Linked DNA regions of Mus musculus: regions 2 and 3 are each linked to region 1. A link is a contact called in public HiChIP or PLAC-seq data. All regions are on one chromosome and are shown on one strand. The core of a region is the stretch at or near the end of the contact, and the rest is flanking DNA. Distances in the headings are between cores, read along the strand shown.

Evidence for each region. HiChIP or PLAC-seq counts read pairs in DNA pulled down with a chosen protein or histone mark.
Region 2: an H3K27ac HiChIP or PLAC-seq map of microglia shows a contact between it and region 1, with 5 times the contacts expected there. The contact joins two enhancer-like sites. A contact is called at or near these places in 2 of 39 promoter capture datasets (embryonic stem cells and liver), 2 of 115 datasets of contacts at active chromatin or transcription factors (the 230-238 cell line and microglia) and 1 of 9 other capture datasets (pancreatic islet).
Region 3: an H3K27ac HiChIP or PLAC-seq map of microglia shows a contact between it and region 1, with 8 times the contacts expected there. The contact joins two enhancer-like sites. A contact is called at or near these places in 1 of 15 datasets of contacts at CTCF or cohesin (large pre-B cells), 26 of 484 Hi-C or Micro-C datasets (the 3T3-L1 cell line, B cells, CD8 T cells and 19 more) and 1 of 115 datasets of contacts at active chromatin or transcription factors (microglia).

The regions. Positions count from the first base shown.
Region 1 is chrX:20,145,639-20,148,601 of GRCm38.p6, forward strand. All of the region lies in intron 12 of Slc9a7 (solute carrier family 9 (sodium/hydrogen exchanger), member 7), which reads right to left. Among named protein-coding and RNA genes, the nearest start is that of Chst7, 88 kb to the left of the region's middle. Within about 2 kb of position 1,608, at least 8 of the 459 cell types and tissues checked have an H3K27ac peak or open chromatin away from gene starts, as enhancers often do. A contact at or near this core is called in microglia, where this site is marked.
Region 2 is chrX:20,305,831-20,308,896 of GRCm38.p6, forward strand. No RefSeq gene overlaps it. Among named protein-coding and RNA genes, the nearest start is that of Slc9a7, 16 kb to the left of the region's middle. Within about 2 kb of position 1,726, at least 23 of the 459 cell types and tissues checked have an H3K27ac peak or open chromatin away from gene starts, as enhancers often do. A contact at or near this core is called in microglia, where this site is marked.
Region 3 is chrX:20,343,723-20,346,687 of GRCm38.p6, forward strand. No RefSeq gene overlaps it. Among named protein-coding and RNA genes, the nearest start is that of Rp2, 19 kb to the right of the region's middle. Within about 2 kb of position 1,474, at least 10 of the 459 cell types and tissues checked have an H3K27ac peak or open chromatin away from gene starts, as enhancers often do. A contact at or near this core is called in microglia, where this site is marked.

The DNA of each region.
Region 1 (2,963 bases), core at 358-2,857:
GTAGTACATTTACACAATGGAATACTACTCAGCTATTAAAAAGAATGACTTCATGTAATTTGCAGGCAAGTGGATGGTACTGGAAAATATCATCATGAGTGAAGTAACCCAGTCACAAAATCACATATGGTATGCACTCTCTGATAAGTGAATATTAGCCCAAAAGTTCAAAACACCCAAGACACAATTCACAGACCATATGAAGCCCAAGAAGAGGGAAGACCAGAGTGTGCTTCAGTTCTTCTTAGATGGGGGAACAAAATACTCACAGGAGGAAATATGGAGACAAAGTGTGAAGCAGAGACTGAAGGAAAGGCCATCCAGAGACTGCCCCACCTGCAGATCCATCCCATATAGTCACCAAACCTGGACGCTATTGTGGATGCTGGGAAAAGCTTGCTGATTGGAGCCTGATATGGCTGTCTCCTGAGAGGCTCTGCCAGAGCCTGACAAATACAGAGGTGAATACTCACAGCCAACCACTCCACTGAGTTCAGGGTGCCCAATGGAGGAGTTGAAGAAGGAACTGAAGGAGCTGAGGGGATTTACAGCCCCATGGAGGGAGCAACAGTGTCAACAGGCCAGACGTCCCCCACCCCCAGAAGCTCCCAGGGACTGTACAACCAACCAAAGAGTACACGTGGCTGCATATGTAACAGAGGATAGCCTTGTTGGACATCAGTGGGATGAGCACCCCTTGGCCCTGAGGTTGTTCGATGCCCCAGTGTAGGGGAATGCCAGGGCGGGAAGATGGGAGTAGGTGGATGAGTAGGGGAACACCCTCTTAGAGGCAGGGGGGGGGGATGGGATAGGAGGTTTCTGGAGGGGAAAATGAGAAAGGGGATAATATTTGAAATATAAAGAAAATATCCAATAAAAAAGAATCTATTTTTAATTTTTTTAAAAAGATTAAAGAAAATATCAAGTCACAAACACTGTTACATAAAGAACCCAAGATTTCTTCTTATCTATATTCCTTATGCTATCTTTAAGAGAATGTTGCCATAATTTCTCAGTGTAATACAATTAACACCAGAGTGTTTGTACTTGCCCTTGAATGAGTATATTACTTCCCTGTGGGCTTCACTGCCTCCCTACCCACTGTGCTCCAAGAGAATGGCCATTATACCACCACAATGTGTTTGTGATACATAGAATGTTCATTTGTTCAAAAAATTCCATAACCCCTCTAAGTTGTCAAATTTATGTCCTTTGTAAATAACAGCACTTACGCCAGAGACTAAAAATAATAGCAGTTTATATATTAACTAAAATGTTTGAGCATTTCCCATTACATTTTAAAATATCAAAATACTAATTTAAAATATAAATTGGCCTTATTATGGACACAAGTGACCTGGCTTTGGAATTATAATTATACTCATAGTTTTTCTTCATAAACAGACTTGAAGTTAGCCATGGTCAAGAAACACAGCTTACCAGACATGGGGGCACAATTAATCCCAGCATTCTGGAGGCAGAAATGGGTGGATCTCTGTGTGTTTGAGGCCAGCTTGGTCTACACAGTAAGTTCCAGGAAAGCTGAGGCTCCATAGAGATACACTGTCTCTCCCACTTCCCCCAAAAATGAAAGAAACCACAGCTAGTATCTAGTTATTTATAGAAGAACTCTAAGATCTGCCTTAGTACTACTTCTGAGCAACTGCCTACACTCATCAGCAGTTGAAGAAATAAGGAACAAGTAAGAAAATAGGCTCTACTTGAAAATGACCCTACTGAGTTCATAGGGTCAAAATACCATAATGAATATCAGGGGGTTTCTGAGTCAATTTAAAATAAGAACTTGGTTACAGAAATACTTGAGGTCGCTAAGTAACATCATAAGCCACAAGCCAAGAAAAACCAACCATTCTCATTACCTTATTTTGGAAAGAATTTCTTTTGGTACAATTTATGTAAATGTCAGTGCCTATACTTAAATAATCACTACTAATACACATCTGACAAAATATTATGAGTGGGTAACATATATAGTTTTCAACAATAATACATGACATGTTGCTTCACTTGAGTTTGTGGTTGAGCTGAGGAAAAAAACCAAGAAGGATAGAAATAAAATACAGGAACAGAAATCAGTAAAATGAAAATCAGAGAAATGATAAAATAACTGGAACAAACAAATAATTTAAAAAACAAATAAAAATGCTTATATGAAAAAAAAAATCCACCAGCCAGGCATAGTGGCATATGCCTTTGAATCCAGGAGAGACTAAGGCAGGTGGATCTCTGTGAGTTCTATGTCAGCATGCTCTACATAGTGACTTCCAAAACAGTCAGGGCTAAATAATGAGACCCTATGTCAAAAAATAAATAACAAAAAATCCTCCTCACAAACCCCTAGCATGTCTGACAAAAACTATTAGGGATGAAATTTGTTCCAAATTATTAGGAATTATTAGGAATAAAATGTAGTATTAATAATAGTAATAGTAATGATAATAATGAAGTAGATATCACTATAAAACCCCAGAAACATCTATAGGACAATCAAGGAACAATATGTGTTCCTAGCACAATAATTAGGGTTACTATTGCTGTGATGAAACACCATGACAAAAAAGCAACTCAGGGCTTTTCTCATCTTTATGCACACAAGCCCTTTCTCCTTCTCCCCACCCTCTCCTCTCTCCCCATGGTGACTCCCCCAGCCTCAATCCTCGAAGTCAGAGAGCTCACCCAAAGGCAGCTTCTCAATAAAGCTACCTTTAATATAATCTAAAATATAATTTTTTAAACAAAAAAGCAAGTTGGGGAAGAAAGGATTTATTTGGCTTACACTTCATACTGCCATTCATCACCAAAGAAAGCTAGGACAGGAACTCAAGCAGGGCAGAAACCTGAAGGCAGGAACTGATGCAGAGGCCACGGAGGGGTGCTGCTGGTTCAGCTTTCTTTCTTTCTTTTTTTCTCTTCTTTCTTTCTTTTCTTTTTTTCTTTTCTTT
Region 2 (3,066 bases), core at 476-2,975, 160 kb after region 1:
AATTTCAGAGCAAGGCACAGCAGGAAACCTATCTCATTTAATCAAGAGAGCAAAATCTTCTCCAGCCTATTTCCCGGAACCCAGTCATGGAACTTGTTCATAGGTCTCATTGTTTGGAGCTTGTTAAGTGGCTACTTCTGGCTGCAAGAGAATCCAGGTCAGCAAGGAATAGGTTTGTCATAAATGGCTTAGTTGAGCTAGCAGACATTGTGTGGGCAGAGACTGTTGCTTCAAAGAAAGTCAAGGAACTATTATTAGCTGTAGAGCCAACTGATAAGGTCTGCCTCCTGATTAGTGCTGGGGCCCTTTGCTTAGAATGTGAGCCAGTGAGATGGCACTGCCCTTGCTAAGAGAATCCTGTCAGATCCAGGGCAAATGGATCTATTAGCACACCAAAGCACATGCTGGCCACCAAGTCCCCTCAGTTCCCTTGGCTTCTCTCCATTCTTTTCACCCTATCCCCTACCCTAATCTTCAGCCCAGGGGCTTCCCTTACCTTACTTCCCTCAGCTTCTCTTTCCTATATAACTCTGCCATTTCAGCCTAGGGCTTTTCTGGTTCTCTTTGACCTCTCGGTTCTTCTCGTGGTCCTCGGCTCCTCTCTTGCTCTGCTTGCCCTCTCCTCCCTCGTCTATTTCTTTCTCACTCTCCCCTAACCCCTCTCAGTTCTGTCTAGTGGCTTTTTCTAGTCCACCACTCTCTCCCCATGCTCTGGGCTCTTCTAGATGCCTCTGGCTCTACTCTTTCAAATCTACAATTAAAAACCTTCTCCAAAAAAAAAAATAAATAAATAAAGGGGGGGGGGAAGGGCTGGAGAGATGGCTCAGAGGTTAAGAGCACTGACTGCTCTTCCAGAGGTCCTGAGTTCAATTCCCAGCAACCGCATGGTGGCTCACAGCCACTTGTAAAGGGATCTGATATGTGTGTCTGAAGACAGCTACAGTGTACTCATATTCCTAAAATGAATAAATAATTGTTTAAAGAAAAATAAAAACCTTCTCGTCAGCCATACCTTCGAGCAGCCATGTCCTTTTTCATTCAGATCCTACTGTCATATTTGGGCATTTAGGGTTAGGATTGGCAGTTATTAGAGGCAAGAGGGGATGAGCAGACCCTCAGTGGGTTGGGGGTTTTCTTATGTTATCCTGAAAGTGTTTTGGATCTAGATAGAGAGAACTGTTACCAGTAAACTATATGCTTTCAATGGTGACTTTTATATTACATGAATTTCACCTCAGTAAAAAGTTTTCACTTCTCTTGAGGAAAAAAAAAACTAACACCCACCTTATGCAAATCATTTTTCTGCAGTATTTATACTTAACTTCCTACAAATGTTAAACTTGTGAACCGTGAAGAGAAAAGACCAAATCCACAACTGTCCAATTAAAGTAAAGTGCATTTATCCAGATCTGGGCAGCCAGCTGTCTCTCCCTAAATCAAAATGTGAGAGAACAACCCCACTGGCCTCTTGACGTCCCTTTTATAGGAGACATAATACTGTTTACCAGGGCAGGAGAGTTGGCTGCTCTAACTTTTTAGAAAGAGACAATGAAAGGGAAGGAAGAAGAGTAAGGATAGACATCACGTGAATAGAGTCACAAGTTTAGTGTAGGTTGAAAAACACGTTTTGCAATTTACATTAGATCTAAGAAACAGGAACTTAATCTTAATTACAAATGGAAACTTTAACTTGCAAAGGCTTAACACAGGACAAACAGGAACTTATTCTTTAAGTAGGATTTAACACAGGACAAACAGGAACTTATTCTTAACTGTCTTTACTGCAAATAGAACCCTTAACTGCACAATGTATCTTTCCTGTTTTGCTCTTCCATTAATTTGCAAGGTATTTTGCTCCTGCCTTGGTCTCAAAATTCATTGTGGTAGTAGTGATTTTAGTAAGAGCCTCACGGCTAATATGCAACCGAAGCAGAAGCAATTTGTTACCCTTCAACATCTTCTATTTCTTTCTTCCTTAGTAACTAAAACATAGGTAATGTGCCTAGCAAAAACAAACAACAAACAAATGGTCTAAAGAGATGTCTCAGTGGTGAAGTGTTCTCATTGCCCTTCCAGAAGACCAGCATTTACATGGGCAGCTTACAACTCAACTACCTATAACTCTAGGTAGTTATAGGTAGCCTTGGAGGGTACGCGTGCATACACACACAGTATATTGTTACAAAGACATGTACACACACAGAAATAAAACTAAAATAAGTCTATTTTTTTGAGACAGGGTTTTTTGTTTGTTTGGTTTTTGGTTTTTGGTTTTTTGTTTGGTTTTGTTTGGTTTTTTTCGACAGGGTTTCTCTGTATAGCCCTGGCTGTCCTGGAACTCACTTTGTAGACCAGGCTGGCCTTGAACTCAGAAATCTGCCTGTCTCTGCCTCCCAAGTGCTGGGACTAAAGGCATGCGCCACCACCGCCTGGCATAAAATAAGTCTTAAAAACAACAAAAGCAAACAACAGTCCACATTTTTCAGTCTCCCTTTCAATAGGGTGTTACCATGATTTAAAGCTGTGTTCATAGGAATGTGAGTGGGCTATTGGGTGAAACTTCCACGTAACACCTTAGCTAATCAGAACATTTTTATTCTCTCCTCCTTTGTTCTTTTCCTCCATCCTGAAAAAAAAATAGATGTGAGGTCTGGAGCACCACCAACCAATCTGGACCATAAACTAGTCATTAGCTAAAGATCATAAGGTAAAAGTGTAAGAAATGGATCACTAGCGAGAGCTCGATAGTGCTATAGCGCTCATGAAGCACATCTCCAGATTTCCTTTACCTGAGAGAAATAGGGAAAAATATTCTCTTGTTATCAGCTGCAGTGATGTTATTGTTTACAGCCAAGCTTACTCATAACAGATAAAGCAACATAACTCTTTGGATGATTCATTATTTATCAGTTTATTTAAGATAGTACAAGCTGGGCATATATTCTTCCAGGTGAAATGGACATATCTACAGCTTATAATTTGTTCTATAATATGTGCCACAGCCATGTATTTGGTCTGTCTGGTGGATATATCAAGTACAGATTTCTATCAACATGCCTAAGAGGT
Region 3 (2,965 bases), core at 224-2,723, 200 kb after region 1:
CTATTTTTCCGTCTTATCTTCAAACACAGTCCCTTGCCACCCTGGTTATTAACAAGTAGCATAATTTATCCCTTAGAGGCCCTGGGGATGACATAATTCAGAACTACAAAACAAAGCAGAGAAGGATCATATATTTTACACCAGAACCTACTAAGAATGTTCATCAGGCATTTCTTGACAATGAACTATAATTTACAGTTTAACTTGTAACTTAGAGAACATGGAAACTGAGATGAGAATTATTGTTATTGAGTGTTTTTTTGGTTTGAGTTTTTTTGGTTTTGTTTTTGTTTGTTTGTTTTATTTTATTTTATTTGGTTGTGTTTCTTACAAAGCATACCTTCACTCTTCCACACTATATTCATTGTTCCTAATCCCTCGCCTTCCTGTTTCTCTCAAACACACTCCAGTCAGGCTATTGTCCCTACTTCTGTGTCAGAGCCCTTCCCATCTAAGTCCTTTAACAACCTCCGTTCAAACAAATCCTAGGATATTTAAGTCTATATAAAAGATTATTCCTTTGGCTTCTCTATTCTTCCTTTATCTCACTGATTTCTCATTAGTTTGGTTTTTTTTTTAACATTTTATCTTGGAATTAGCAACATAAATACTCCAGAGTGGATGTGTGTAGCCAACTTTACTCTTAGTTAGATGTCTACAATGAACATAATATATGATCAAAACCTGTTATTGCACACATTGTTGGGATTTCATGCAACCATCTTTTATGATATAGAAATGTGGCATGACCACAAAGAGATTTCTTTTGCCATCCCCTTATATTTGTGCTAGTTAGCTTTCCATCACTGTGACAAATCTCTGAGAGAAACAAAACCCCTTACAAGTCAGGGGGTTTGGGGGGGAGGGGGTGAGGGACTTTTGGGATAGCATTGGAAATGTAATTGAAGAAAATACGTAATAAAAAAAATAAATAAATAAATTTTTAAAAAAAGTCAGAGGGTTGGGGTGTGGCTATGAAGCCCTGGATTTAATTGCTAGCCCTGCAGGAAATACAACAAGAAGAAAGATTTAGTTTGATGAAAGACTTCATTCCAAAGTAGATGGATCTTCTGCTTGCTTTTAGCTTGAGGAAAGACAGAATTTGATGATAGTGAGCAGAAACATATGGCAGGGTCGGCTCTCTTCCTGGTAGTGATGAGCCAACTTGGCTCCATATTAAAATTAGAAGTCATCCTGTTACAAGGTCAAAATAAGTTTGCTTCTGTTTTCTGTAAAGCTTAGATTTATGGTTTTTGGAATTTGGACTGTCTGTACCTTGAGCCTTGGAATTCTTCTTGGTCCAGGACCCAAACTGTGCCTTGGGCTTCACACCTCTACCCTCATAAGATAAAATGTTCTGTCAAATAATTTTGAGATATTCTGACAAGTTTCTATGTAACTAAAACTCCTCTGGAAATCCCCAGCCCTTGGAAACCCCCTAGCCTTGCAGTTTTGAGGCTATAAAAACTCCACTTCTCCTATTTTGGGGACAGTCCTCTCAAATCCTGCATTTAGAGAGAGGCAGTCACCAGACCAGCTATATTGTGCACATATAAAAAAGTTTGCTAAGAATTTGACTAATTTTGGTAGTGGTCTTTACTCTTGTTTGGTAGAATTAACAGTAGCTAGGAAGCAGAGACAAGACAAGATTGGGGTCACATATATTTAAGAACATACTTCCAACAGCCCATCACCTCCACTCAGGCCTTCATTACCTTCCACAGTTCCACCACATACTGATAGTCTATTCAAAATTTGAATATATCATTGTACTAATCTATTGATGAAGACATAGTGTGGTGAATAGTTAGCTTTAACTTGGCACAATCTAGAATCACCTGGGAGGAGAATACCAGTGAAAGACTATCTAGATGAAGTTGGCTTGTAAGCATGTCTGTGGAGTATTATTTTGATTACCTTACTTGAGGTGTGGAGACAAGCCTACTGTAGGAGGCACCATTCCCTAAGCAGGAGATTCTTAACTGTGTAAGAATAAAGAATTCAAGCTCAGGACAATATTAAATCCTTCTTTTCTGCCTTTTGACTACCATGCAATGTAATCAACTGTCTCTAGCTCCTGCCACTGTTACTTCCCCAAAATGATGGTGTTTTCAATTGCTTCTTTACCTTGTTTTTGTTGTTGTTGTTTTTGTTTGTTTATTTGTTTTTTGAGACAGGGTCTCACTATGTAGCCCTGACTGGCCTGGAACTTGCTATATAGACCAGGCTGAACTCAAACTCATAGAGACAAGCCTGCCTTTGACTCCCAAGTGCTGGGATTAAGGGACCAAAATATGACACCTGACTCCTCCTTGTTTATTAAGACAAGGTCTTTCACTGAACCTTTAGCTTGAAGATTAAACTAATTGGTTGAGCAGAAAGCCCCCAGGATACACTTGTCTCTACCTCCCCAGCTCTGGAATTACTGGTATGTGTCATTATTCTTAGCTTTTCATATGAGTGCTAGGAATCTAGAGTCAGGTCCTTGTGCTTTTGTGGAAAACACTTCATTGACTAAGCCACCTCCCCAGCCCTAAAGTTTATTTTTATGGTTTGTGCCATTTCTTGAATTTTTGGTTTGTGGATGTTTAAGTTTTATCATAGATGCCCAAAACTATTAATTATTTTAAAATCTTTGTTTTTCCTCTGGTTCATTTTGGATATTTTTCTGTTGTCTATCTTTTGTAGACTGGCTCTTTTCTTTGTCTCCAATCTGGCATTGCACACATCTAGTGAGCTTTTAAATTTTTATTATTATTATTATTTTTTTTTTAATGTATGAGTGCTCTGCTACATGTACACCCGAATGCCAGAAGAGGGCATCAGATCCCTTATAGGAAGTCCTGAGCCACCACGTGGTTGCTGGGAATTGTACTAAGAACCTCTGGGCCTGAAAGTGGTAGCTTCCACATTAAATCCTAACACTTGGGAGGCAGAATTTCTGAGTTCGAGACCAGCCTAGTCT